Regions from separate parts of the Mus musculus genome. Here region 2 is linked to region 1. Evidence: chromatin contacts called from public HiChIP or PLAC-seq data. All regions are on one chromosome and are shown on one strand. The core of a region is the stretch at or near the end of the contact, and the rest is flanking DNA. Distances in the headings are between cores, read along the strand shown.

What was found. HiChIP or PLAC-seq counts read pairs in DNA pulled down with a chosen protein or histone mark.
Region 2: a contact with region 1 is called in an H3K27ac HiChIP or PLAC-seq map of large pre-B cells, with 4 times the contacts expected there. The contact joins two enhancer-like sites.

The regions. Positions count from the first base shown.
Region 1 is chr16:22,054,677-22,060,917 of GRCm38.p6, forward strand. It overlaps Igf2bp2 (insulin-like growth factor 2 mRNA binding protein 2), which reads right to left. Exons shown (of 16, transcript NM_183029.2): 16 at 4,333-6,209. The coding sequence ends at 6,117. Among named protein-coding and RNA genes, the nearest start is that of Senp2, 48 kb to the left of the region's middle. Within about 2 kb of position 4,480, at least 25 of the 459 cell types and tissues checked have an H3K27ac peak or open chromatin away from gene starts, as enhancers often do.
Region 2 is chr16:22,936,862-22,942,655 of GRCm38.p6, forward strand. It overlaps Fetub (fetuin beta), which reads left to right. Exons shown (of 8, transcript NM_021564.2): 7 at 986-1,096; 8 at 2,415-2,907. The coding sequence ends at 2,774. Among named protein-coding and RNA genes, the nearest start is that of Hrg, 11 kb to the right of the region's middle. Within about 2 kb of position 2,505, at least 18 of the 459 cell types and tissues checked have an H3K27ac peak or open chromatin away from gene starts, as enhancers often do.

The DNA of each region.
Region 1 (6,241 bases), core at 3,230-5,729:
TGAAAACACTACTCAATTTGAGTATGAGCTGTGCGCCTAGATTGGGCAGATCTACCACTACACTACCATCTTCCCCATTTATGAGACCCCTTGTAACTTGCGGTTTCTCCAGGCCTCAAGCTTCTGCTTCGCTTTCCTTCCACCACCTCCACAGTGCACCCCCCCCTCCCACTTTTCCTTCACTCAACTTCCAGTTTCCCTTTATCTGCCCAATCCGGGTTCTAGCCTTTATTTTTCAAATTAAGGTTGAAAGAAGGATTACAGTAAATCACTGGAGTGCAGACTCATTCATTCCTAGTTCACTGCAGCCCCTCCCAGGAGAATGGAATTATCATCAAATTACAAATAGCCTAGGGCTATCACAACATAGACCCATATCATCACCCTGCAGAAAAACTAACTTCAAATGAATCAAACACATTTGAAATACTAGAAGAAAACCCAAGCAGTATTCTACAGGATACAGATGCAAGGACTTCCTGAATAGGATTCTATTTGTCCAAGAATTAAGGCCAATAATTGACAAAGGGGGACTTCATGAAACTAAAACCACACACCACCACCACCACCACCAAAACTATTAAAAAGAAACCATGAATTTAAAAAACAGCAAGGGGAGTACATGCAAATGTTTGTAGGGAGGAGGAGGAGGAATGATGTAATTATATCCTTCCTTCCTTCCTTCCTTCCTTCCTTCCTTCCTTCCTTCCTTCCTTCCTTCCTTCCGCTTTTTGTTTGGAAACAGTCCTCCAACTGATGAAGAGATTATGGAAATGCAGTACATATGCACTAGGAATACTGATCAGCTGTAAAGACAAGCGACATCATGAACTTTGCAGGCACCTGGATGGAAGTAAAACCCAGAAAGACAAACACCATGTGCTCCCTCTTGTTGGAGGCTCCCAGCCCCAAATCTTCAGATGTAAGGACAGCTTCTATAGGAAAGCAGAGCAGAGTCATTGCCAAGACAGGGAGGGAATTAATACCAGTAATTTGATCAGGGAAGTGTGTGTGTGTGTGGTTTCTTAGGGATTGGGAAGGGGATAAAAACAGATGGAAGCTGGGAACCGGGGAGTGACGTGATGCAGGCAAGAAAAGGGACCTCCTTTGGGAGGGGGAGGGAGATAATGCAGATGGGAGGAGGGGAAAGGGGATAGCAGGATACAAATGCTCTGATGGGGGAATGGAAAAGTCAGGTTCTTTAGAGACTGATGAGGGGGTAAATACAGAAGGAGGGGTAGGTGGGGAAGGAGGGGTAGGTAGGTAAGGTCATCTAGCTAGGGGGTGGGGTTGGCGATGACAGTGCACATCCTTAACTCAGGATTCAGGAGGCAGAGGCACATGGATCTCTGAGTTTGAGGCCAGGCTGGTTTATAGAGCAAGTTTGCAGGACAGGCAGAGTGATAGAAAGAAATCCTGTCTTGAAACAACAAAAAACACCCCCCTCAAGACAAATAGACAAAAAACAGTAAGGACATCTAAATAAAGCTACAAGGAATTGCACTATTAACTATTTTTTTAAAAACATAGCCAGGTGGTGGTGGCGCACGCCTTTAATCCCAGCACTTGGGAGGCAGAGGCAGGCGGATTTCTGAGTTCGAGGCTAGCCTGGTCTACAAAGTGAGTTCCAGGACAGCCAGGACTACACGAAGAACCTTGTCTCAAAACAAACAAACAAAAACCCCCATAATATGAGAAATGTAAACATACATATACATTTTAATGAACCTTTCTCCACCAATTGTATTCCCTCCAAGAGATCAAGTGCAGAAGCCCTCATTTAAGTGGTTGTCCAGGGCTAAGAGACTCCTAAAACAAACACAGCCTAACGTGGTTGCCCTTGGTTACTCCCCAGGACTAGAAGGTAAGTACCTATTGCTGAAGACACTATGCACTTCAGAAATCAGGCCCCAGGGGCTGGAGAGATGGCTCAGCGGTTAAGAGCACCAACAGCTCTTCCAAAGGTTCTGAGTTCAAATCCCAGCAACCACATGGTGGCTCACAACCATCTGTAATGAGGTCTGATTCCCTCTTCTGGGATGTCTGAGGACAGCTACAGTGTACTTGCATGTAATAAATAAATCTTAAAAAAAAAAAAAAAAAAAGCTGGGCGGTGGTGGCGCGCACCTTTAATCCCAGCACTTGGGAGACAGAGACAGAGGCAGGTGGATTCCTGAGTTCGAGGCCAGCCTGGTCTACAAAGTGAGTGCCAGGACAGCCAGGGCTACACAGAGAAACCCTGTCTCAAAAAGCCAAAAAATAAATAAAATCAATCAATCAATCAATCAATCAATCAATCAGGGCCCAGAGATCCATGAGCTGGAACAGACCTGAAAATTCCCCTCCCTGAGGCCTAGCTTTCATGGTATCAGAAGCCTACGTGCAAGCTTCTTAGGCAGGGAGGCAACCAACAGTCCCACCCCGCTAGAACACCTATGAGCATCAGTGACCAGCAGGGCAAAGCCCTATGATACAGTCAGTAGTGGCACACATACCTTGGTGGTAACCAATAGGTTACTCAGGCAGATTTCTGAGTTCAAGGCAACAGAGTGAGTTCCAGGACAGCCAGGGCTACACAGAGAAACCCTGTCTCGAAAACCAAACCAAACCAAACAACCTCAGCTGTATTCAGTGTATTTTAATTAAAAAAAAAAAAACTTATCTTTTATTTGTGAGTATATGCCTCCTTAGGAAGCCAGAAGTGGTTGTCAAATTTTCTGGAGCTAGAGTTACAGGCAGTTTGGAACTAGCCCTTGTGGTTACTGAGAACCAAACCTAGATCCTCTGAAAGAGCAGTGCTTTAATCAGAGCCATCCTCCAGCCTCATGTACACTTCAGTTGATGGACATCTATGGTGCTTCTATTTCTTATTCCTGTGAATAGAAGCAGTGAACGTGGATGCATTGCTATACACTGTCCTCTAGGCACAACCTAACCATCGCAACCAGGAGCACCCAGTGCTGGGGCTGCCTGCACCAGGCATGCATAAGTCTGGCCGTGTCACATCCTGGGAGGGATGGACTCATGGGACTCCCCCCCCCCCCCCACACACACACCCTGCTCAGCAACTGGCTACTGATAAACTCCCGGGGAGGAGGAGTCACCGTCTTTAGTTGTATATCTATAGTTGAGCCACCAGGCTACAATAGATACCCCCCTAAAGCCATGGCAACACAAACAACGTGAATAGATGAGAAATAGTTTTGTAGGGAAGCTGTAGAGTGGACGGGGCGGGGTGGGGGGTGGGGGTGGGGAGAAGCAAGAAGGGATAGAGGGGAGAGTAATCAGTGTGCACTGAACTATTAAGGAACTTAGTAATTTGTAAAAACCTCTATGACCACTTTCAAAATTTGATTTCCTTCTGGAACTGAGCAGAATAAAGACACCTGAAACAGAACTGATTTTGCTTCTTAATTTTTGCTTTATAATATTTTTTTGGGGGGGGGAACCATAGCTCATTATAAATATTATCAGAAAAAATTCAGAATCTACAGCTTAACTCTTTACTTTTTACTTTACCTTTCAGAAGTGAGTTAACCCTTGACCTACAGATACAGGGGATCGATGGTTTTATTTTTCAATTTGAGGTAAGAGTCTCACTAGATGACCCAGGCAGGTCTAGGCCTCAATAATGGTGGCTTAAGAGAATATTCTCTCTAGGACCAGTCTGCCCCTCGGCAGTCCAACACTGAGTAGCTTCATGCTGTCAAGTGTTGTCCTTTGACACCTGTCACTACCAGGCACAGAGGTGAACTCCGTTCCCTTGGGAGGCTGAGCCCAGATAGCTGACTTTCCAGGCACATTCACTACCACATCAGCTAGGACTGTATACTAGGATCTTATAAAACAAAACAAGCAAAGCAAATCCCACTTTCTTCTAGTTTGTGTTCCTGCTGGCTATGCAGGAACAGAGTGAGTTCTGGGACAGCCAGGGCTATACAGAGAAACCCTGTCATAGAAACAAACAAAAACAAAAAAAAAAAAAAAATGGAAACAACCAAGCAAACAAACTAACAGTAGCAAAATTAGTTATGATGTAGCAACAAAGTGGTTTTATGAAGAACCATTCTAAAGGACCACAGCGTTAGTTGGGAAGGCTGAGACCCACTGAGCCTGAGGCTTCGCCTGCCATGCAGTCTGCCCTCTAGTTGGCACCTCAACCGCCCACAGGGCTGGAACCCAGCCACGTTTCAGGTGAGGCTGCTTGGGCGGCCTACAGCCAGGTAGCCAAGGAGCTGTCCAGTCCAATTGTCCACCTGCTATTCCCCCAAACCTCCAGCTGACATTCTGGGAGACCCAACACTCAGAAAATAAGACACCAAGACACCAAGATCTTGTTAGCTTGGATATATTTTTTTCCTTTTTTTTTTTTTTTTTTTTTTTTTTTTTTTTTTTTTGTCACAGAACACTGCTTGCAGTAGAGGAAACCGGCATCGCAGTCTGGTAGTGTCATGGTTTCTTCACATAACCAGGATGTGGTCATCCTTCAGCGCAAAAGCCCTCACGGCACGTACCCTATTGAAATTCAGGACGGCTCCAATATTCTCTGTTTTTCTTTGTCACTTTTTAAAAAATAAACATTTTTAGGTTTGTCCACAAGAAGGCCACGTAGGCTCTTGGCTAGCGGAAGACAGAAGAGCTGCGGCACACCTGGGCTGCCGCCTGCTTGGGGCTGGCAGCTCATCTTTTTTTTTTTTCAACTCATTTTTATTAAAAAAATAAAAAATGCTCCAACTATCAGTTTTACAAAATCTCTAAGGGAAACACAAGAGCAAGGTGCTGAGGTAAAAAACACCTGAGGTAGCTTTTATTTGTGTGTTTTTCTCATTTAAAAAAAATCTGTAAATTTAACGCCCTGGGCCAACAACCTCGTATAAATTGCTATTTTCCTGCACTTTAAATTTTTAAAGAAAGAAAGAATTTCACTAAATGTTGATGGCTTGTATACCAAGATGGAGAGAGAGTCCATTCTTTCTTTGTGGGATTTTTCTTTGTTTGGCTGGCTGGTTTATTTGCTGGGATCCTGCTTTCCTCTTCCGAATGCTAGGACAAGTACCGCCGACTCTTGTTCGCTTGAGTAACCGAGTGTAAGCTGAGGCTGGTCTGTGTGGTTCGCATTTGTTCCTTGTGTGTGGTATGATATTCAGAGCACTGCTTTGCCTGGGGGGAGGGGAGGGGTGCATAGATACGGGGAGCAGAAAAAGAACGAAGGGACTCAAAAGAATTTTGGGTAAAGAAGACAGAGGAAGGTTAGGAGGGAGATAAGGAGAGAGACAGAACTATATAGCAGTATGCAAAAAACAAAAACAAAACAAACCAAAAATCATCAGTTTAAAAACCTGTGAAACTGAGCAATGGGTGTGTGGGAGAAACAGGTGACCAGGGCCTAGGGCCCCTCCTCAGGGACGGTATCCCTTCTGTTGACAGACACAGGTGACCCACAACTGCCATTAAGTGTCCTTGACAAGATTTCCCTCCAAGTGAATTTTTTGTGTGGGTGGCTCAAAGTTCCTTTCTATACCAGTGGACCTCACCCAATACTTTATTCTTGGAAGTCTAGAAAAGCCTGCTTTCTCTTCAAAAAGAAAACAAAATTAATCACTGAGTAAAAATTGTTGTTAGTGGAGTTATTTGATATATTATTTCTAAAATATATTAACGCTGCAGGCACCCTGTGTAACCCACAGGCCACATTTCTTAACATCCTTCCCCTTCTGATATGTACATACATGTACAGAGACAACTTTCCACAACAAAGAAACGGCTAGGAATTTTGCTTTGCTTTGAGCATGTTCACCTATGTTAGTTCAACCGAAAGGGATAGCGTCCTGGGAACTGAGGAGAATCTGAGTTGGATGGGCAGTGGATGGCTGTTATGCCTGCAGAAGCCAGGGGAAGCTGGGGGCAGGCCAAGCGGTGTTTCTGGACAACCTGGCCTTCCCTGTGCCCTCCTGGATCCCAGGATGTGTAGAGGTCTGCAGGCCCTGGCTGCTCTGCAGACTGCGCACTCCTCGGGATGCTCTTTGGTTTGCTCCCGATCTGCTGGCTGTTTGGTCTCATCTGTCAGGTGTTGGGAGGGCTACATTCATCGGTTGCTTGCTGGTGCTGTGGGAGCCTCACTTGCTGCGCTGTGGGGCGACTCCCTGAGGGTATCTCTGCTCCTGCTGCTTCACCTGCTGTACAATTTCCCTGATCTTGCGTTGTGCAGTCTGCAGTGAGAGAGTGAGTGAGTGTGAGAGAG
Region 2 (5,794 bases), core at 1,255-3,754, 880 kb after region 1:
AGCTTCATCCTGATCCACAAGTAGGAAGCAGAGGGAGCTAAATGGGTTCTTAAAACCTCAAATCCCAATCCCAGTGACACATCCCCTCCAAAAAGGCCCCACCTCCTAATCCTTCCCAACCAGTTCTACCAACCAGGGACCAAGCATTCAAATATATGAGGCTATAGAGCCACTCTCATTCAAACCACCACATATGGATTCACTGTAAAGAAGAAACTTAGAGATATATGAAAGGAAAGTTTCAATGTTTTATAAAAAAAATAGATTCAATCTAGTTGTTTGACAAGAGACTTTATTAAATACAGAGGAGTACTAGGTAGCCATTATAAAGATAATAATTGAAGAAAAAAGACTATCAAATGTCATACAAAAGTTTTTACAATATATTGTTCAGAAACAAAATAGTTTTTAAAAATATCATATGCAATATGATCATAGAGTTTAAAAGAAAAATATACGTGCATAGGGAAAAGATTAGAAGAAAAGGACCAAAAGATTACAGGTAGTGAGAGCCATGCATGGGATTACAGGTCATGGTCCTTTCTTTTGTTTGTATAGTTCTAAATAGTAATTTATTACATTTATAATAAAACCCCTACAATTTCATTTTCAAATAGACAGAAGGTTAAGGGACTGAGAGTGTTTTTGCTAGAGAAGACAAACCCTCATTCAGAATACATTAAGGGCTCCTGTAGAGAAGAAAACACCAAGCTTCTAATTGGCCAAGGGCAGACCTAGGGCCAGGCAGTGGACAGTATGTAGACACAGGGAAACCTTCCTAAAAACCTCAGTTCCCATTGCTAGAATCGAGCTGCACTCAATTGTCTTTAGATAATTCACAGGGACCTGGCTGGGAGCCCGCCATTTTCCAAGGCAGGAGCAGAAAACCATGGCACAGCTATGCCTTACGTAAGCGGAAAGGGAGGGGCTTGCATCTGCGCTCACCTGTAACTTAATGCCCACATGATGCCTTTCCTTCTTTTAGCCCGTTGGTATTTGCCAAGGTTCTACGGTCCAAAGTTCTCTGAGGCACGTTCCTCTGATCCAACCCGTAGAAAAGTCTGTCACTGTGACTTGTGAGTTCTTCGAATCTCAGGTATTTATCTTTTTAAAAACAATGTTATTGTGTTTTTGCACAACGTAAGCGTATTGAGCACATGTAACATGGCACACATGTGGAGTCAGAGGATAACATGGTGTAGTTTGTTCTTTCCTTCCACCTTTACATGGGGTCTGGGGAGTTGAACTCGGGTCGCTGGGCTTGCAAGAGCATGATGTTCCATGCTGAGCCCTACCATTCTAACCGCCCCCACTCTGTGTTTTTCAATGAAATCAGGTGATGTGTTTCTAGGTGCCTATTTCCCAACCTCTTCTGGCTTCCCCCAAGATTCAGAATCACTTTACTTAGGCTCTGTAAACCCACACATATAGGAGATGAGCGTACCCTACTGTTTTAGGTCCAGTGGCAGCAGGTGCAGAATAAGGGAAGAACACTCAGGAACAACACAGTGAACTACACACTTGCATAGCCTAAGCCTTCAAGGTGCTAAATCCAGTGTCTCCAAGAAGCCTCTCTCACCTCAGAGAGAATCACTTCCGTGAACATGTTCATTCTCTCTCCACAGACACTAAGTTCTTCCTGAGACGTAGCCTGATCTAGTCAGACAGGCTGCCTGGGCTTCCTCCCTGCTCTGTCCCTATAAGCTCTGCTGCCACCCCTTACCTGTCTGGGACTTGGTACCCTCATCATCTGCCTGTTGTGATATCTAAGACCAGTGAGAAGGTTTGGATGCAGGGCACTATACTGGGTGTGGCATGAAACAAACAGTAAAAGAGGCCACCTGCTGCCACTCCTGGGAGCAAAGGCAACTCCCTGGGGACCCTGAGTACATCCTTTGGCCCCTCTGAACCACTGCTCTGAAGTGAACGGCCTCATGTCCAGCATCTGCAGGTCTTAGTTCTAGCTGTCCCTTACGTGTTTTGTTGTTGATCTTTCTGTCAAGAGGCCTGTTCCTGAGCTCAGTGGTTCTCAACTGCAGGTGGCAACACAGGGGTCACCTAAGACCATTGGAAAACACAGATGTTTACGTTATGATTCATAAGAAAAGCGAGGTTATGAAAATAATTTCACCACAACATGAACTGTCTCAAAGGGTCATGGCATTAGGAAGGTTGAGAACCACTGGTGTATCTGGCTTCTCTAAGCATTCAGAAATGCTCCAAGCAGAGACAAGTGTGTTAGCCCAGGCCTGGAAACCCAGCACTCAGGAGATGAGGTTGGAAATGATGAATCTGAGCCTGGGCTAGCTTAAGACCATGTAACAAACATGCAGTCACAAAACAGCTTTGCCTGGTGTGGGTTATGGCAGGGCATTCCCTGTAGACTTCTGCATCTAACAACATTGTTATTTCAGGCTCAGGTCCCTGGAGATGAGAACCCTGCTGTTACCCAGGGCCCTCAGAAACTCCCTCAGAAAAACACGGCCCCTACCAGCTCCCCCTCCGTAACTGCACCAAGAGGATCCATCCAGCACCTCCCCGAACTGGATGATGAGAAGCCCGAGGAGTCCAAGGGAGGGAGCCCTGAGGAAGCCTTTCCTGTGCAGCTGGATCTAACCACCAATCCCCAGGGGGACACACTAGATGTCTCCTTCCTGTACCTGGAGCCTGGGGACAAGAAGCTGGTGGTGCTGCCTTTCCCTGGAAAGGAACAGCGCTCCGCCGAGTGCCCAGGGCCCGAGAAGGAGAACAACCCTCTGGTTCTCCCACCCTGAGACTCCCTAGCAGGGTTTCATAGGGCTATGGTCCCCAGCACTAAATGGGAGGTGGTGGGGATTGGGAAGGACACAGACAATGAAATGTAGACAGGCTAATAAAGTGTGTCCTTTTGATGCTTCTTGGCTTCAACCTGTTGACTGAAACTGGAAATGAGACTAAATGCCCATGCTGGAGCACACTGGTTGGGTTCTGTATGCTGGGCAGCATCCTGTACAAACTGCCCAGACTCCAACTACCTTTTCATTTCTCGTTCCCTTTTTTAATCCTTTTAACATCTTTACTTATGCAGCACTGCCATAATACACATAAACCAGAAGGGCTATAATGTAACTAGAATATTTAACCTAACGGGTCTACCGGAATCTGAGGCTTACTGTTGTCACAAATGCTCTTTCCACAGTTTGTGACTATGATTTCAGTCTCTAGTAACTTTTGTCTTTTTTATGGTAAAAGGGCAAAAATTTCTTAGATGAGGTGCTATAGATATCCTCCAGCTTTCTTTTTAAAAATTATTTAAACATTTATACAGTATATTTTTATCATTTTCTTCTATTCTCGATCTCCTCCCAACTTCATGTTCTTTCTCTCTCTTAAAAGAAGGGGGGGGGGCACATACACACACAACACCAAACCTCCTCCCAAAGGCACAAAGGAAACAAAAACAAGCAAATCCATGGAGTCCATTTTTTTGTTGTTGGCTAATTACTCCTGAGCACGAGGCCTGTCCTGGAGTGTGGCCAATATGCACAGTGTCACTCCACTGAAGAAAACTGATTTCCCCTCTCCTAGGAGTTGTCATTAATTGCAAATAGCATTCTAGTTAGTGGCATCCACTCCCCTTCTCCATGCTGGAAGTTCATCTGGTTTGGGTTTATGCAGGTCTTGTGTGTGATGTCCCAGACTCTGGCTCTTACAATCTGTATTACTCTCCACACATGGTCTAGTTTGTGGGTCTCTGCATTAATTACCACCTATTTCAGAAGAGTAAGCTTCTCTGCTGAAGGCTGAGCAATACTCTGATCTATGGGTATTAGCAACATGTCATTTGGAGTCATTTTATTCTTATGTTCATTTAGCAGAATAATAGTAGTAGGTTTTCCCCTGGGTCCATTAGCATGTTGGATATGGGTTCCATCTCATGGAGCAGGGCTTAGCTTCACCTGAGAAGTGAGTGGTTGCTCTCACAACATCTGTACCACTATTGCACCAATGAGTATATGTTGCAGGCAAGTTGCTATTTTAGATCACAGCATTTGAAGCTATGAGAGATTGGTTATTACTGTGTGCAGAGCACCTTCCAACACCACGAATCCTATTCAGTAAGGTGAAGCTGCTGAGTACCAGCTCAACTCCTCCATGTTTGATAACATAAATACTTATTGCTTTGTCTCCTAGTTCATTGAATTACTGTCTCTATATGATATTATATATAATTATATATAATTTATTTTTATTTTGTGTTCATTGGTATTTTGCCTACATGTATGAGGGTATCACAAGCCCTTGAACTGGAGTTACAGACAGGTGTGAGCTGGCATGTGGGTGCTGGGAATTAAACCTGGAACCTGGATCCTCTGGGAAGAGCAGACAGGGCTTGTCTTAGTTAATGTTTCATTGTTTTGAAGAGACATCATGACCAAGGCAACTCTCATAAAGGGAAAGAGTTAACTGGGGCTGGCTCACAGTTTTAGAAGTTTAGTCTATTATCATCATAGGGGGAAAGCATGACATTGTGCAGGCAGACTTGGTGCTGGAGAAGCCGAGAGTTCTACATCTTGATCTGAATGCATTAGGAGACTGTCCTATATTCCACACTGGGCAGAGTGTGAACAGATATATGACTTCAAAGCCTACCTCCACAGTGACACACTTCCTCCAACAAGGCCACACCTCCTAACAGTGCCACACCAATGGGCCAAGCATTCAAATACATGAGTCTATGGAAGCCATACCTATTCTTAACTGTTAAGCTATCTCTCCAGCCTCTGAAATTTTCTTCACATTTCTCCTAAACTAATTACTTTGAACTCTTTGTCAACCAGCCTCCCCTTAAAGGCCTAGCCTGGAATGCCTGTACTATTTCCAGCCCTCAGCCTCTTTTTATGTGCCTTGAAAGTCTTGGGTTGTCTTAGTTAGGTAGGGTTTTACTGCTGTGAACAGACACCATGACCAAGGCAACTCTTATAAAAACAGCATTTAGTTGGGGCTGGCTTACAGATTCAGAGATTCAGCCCAGTATCATCAAGGTGGGAACATGGCAGCATCCAGGCAGGCATGGCACAGGAGGATCTGAGAGTTCTACATATTCATCTGAACACTGCTAGCAGAAGACTGGCTTCTAGGAAGCTAAGACAAGGGTCTTAAAGTCCAAGCCCATAGTGACACACCTATTCCAACAAGGCCACACCTTCAAATAGTACAGCTACCTGGGCTAAGCATATACAAACTATCACAGGGGTATTAACAGTAGCCCTGCTCTGTGTGTGTGTGTGTGTGTGTGTGTGTGTGTGTGTGTGTGTGTGTGTGTGTGTCTGTCTGTCTGTCTGTCTGTCTGTCTGTCCTGTGCCATCCATTGGAAACAGAAGATACACTGAAAGTATAACAACATAAAAACAGAATTCTAGGCCTTTAGGCCCAGGCTTGGGAATGTGGCCTTTGTAAAGGTATGCTAATCATAAAACAAATAGTGACATTCCTCCATCCACCCACTTCCTGGGTTCAAAGAGTGCTCATTCAAAGAAAGTCACCCAGAACCTGCAATGCAAATGTGCTATTGTTAGGGGCTCTTAGAAGCTGTCTTGAGAGTTAACAATTACCAGGTATTCCTTGTGACTCTTGTAACTTTACACTTCCTTGTGACTCTTAACTAGTATCTTTGGTATCTTCCAACAACACCCTCCCCACTTCCTTAAGTTGTGGTTTCTTCCTTTAAATACCCCCTTACCCAGCTACTCGGGGCGCCACGGTCCTCTACCCCTGCGTGGTGTATGACCATGGGCCCGAGAGCTCTCTTGAA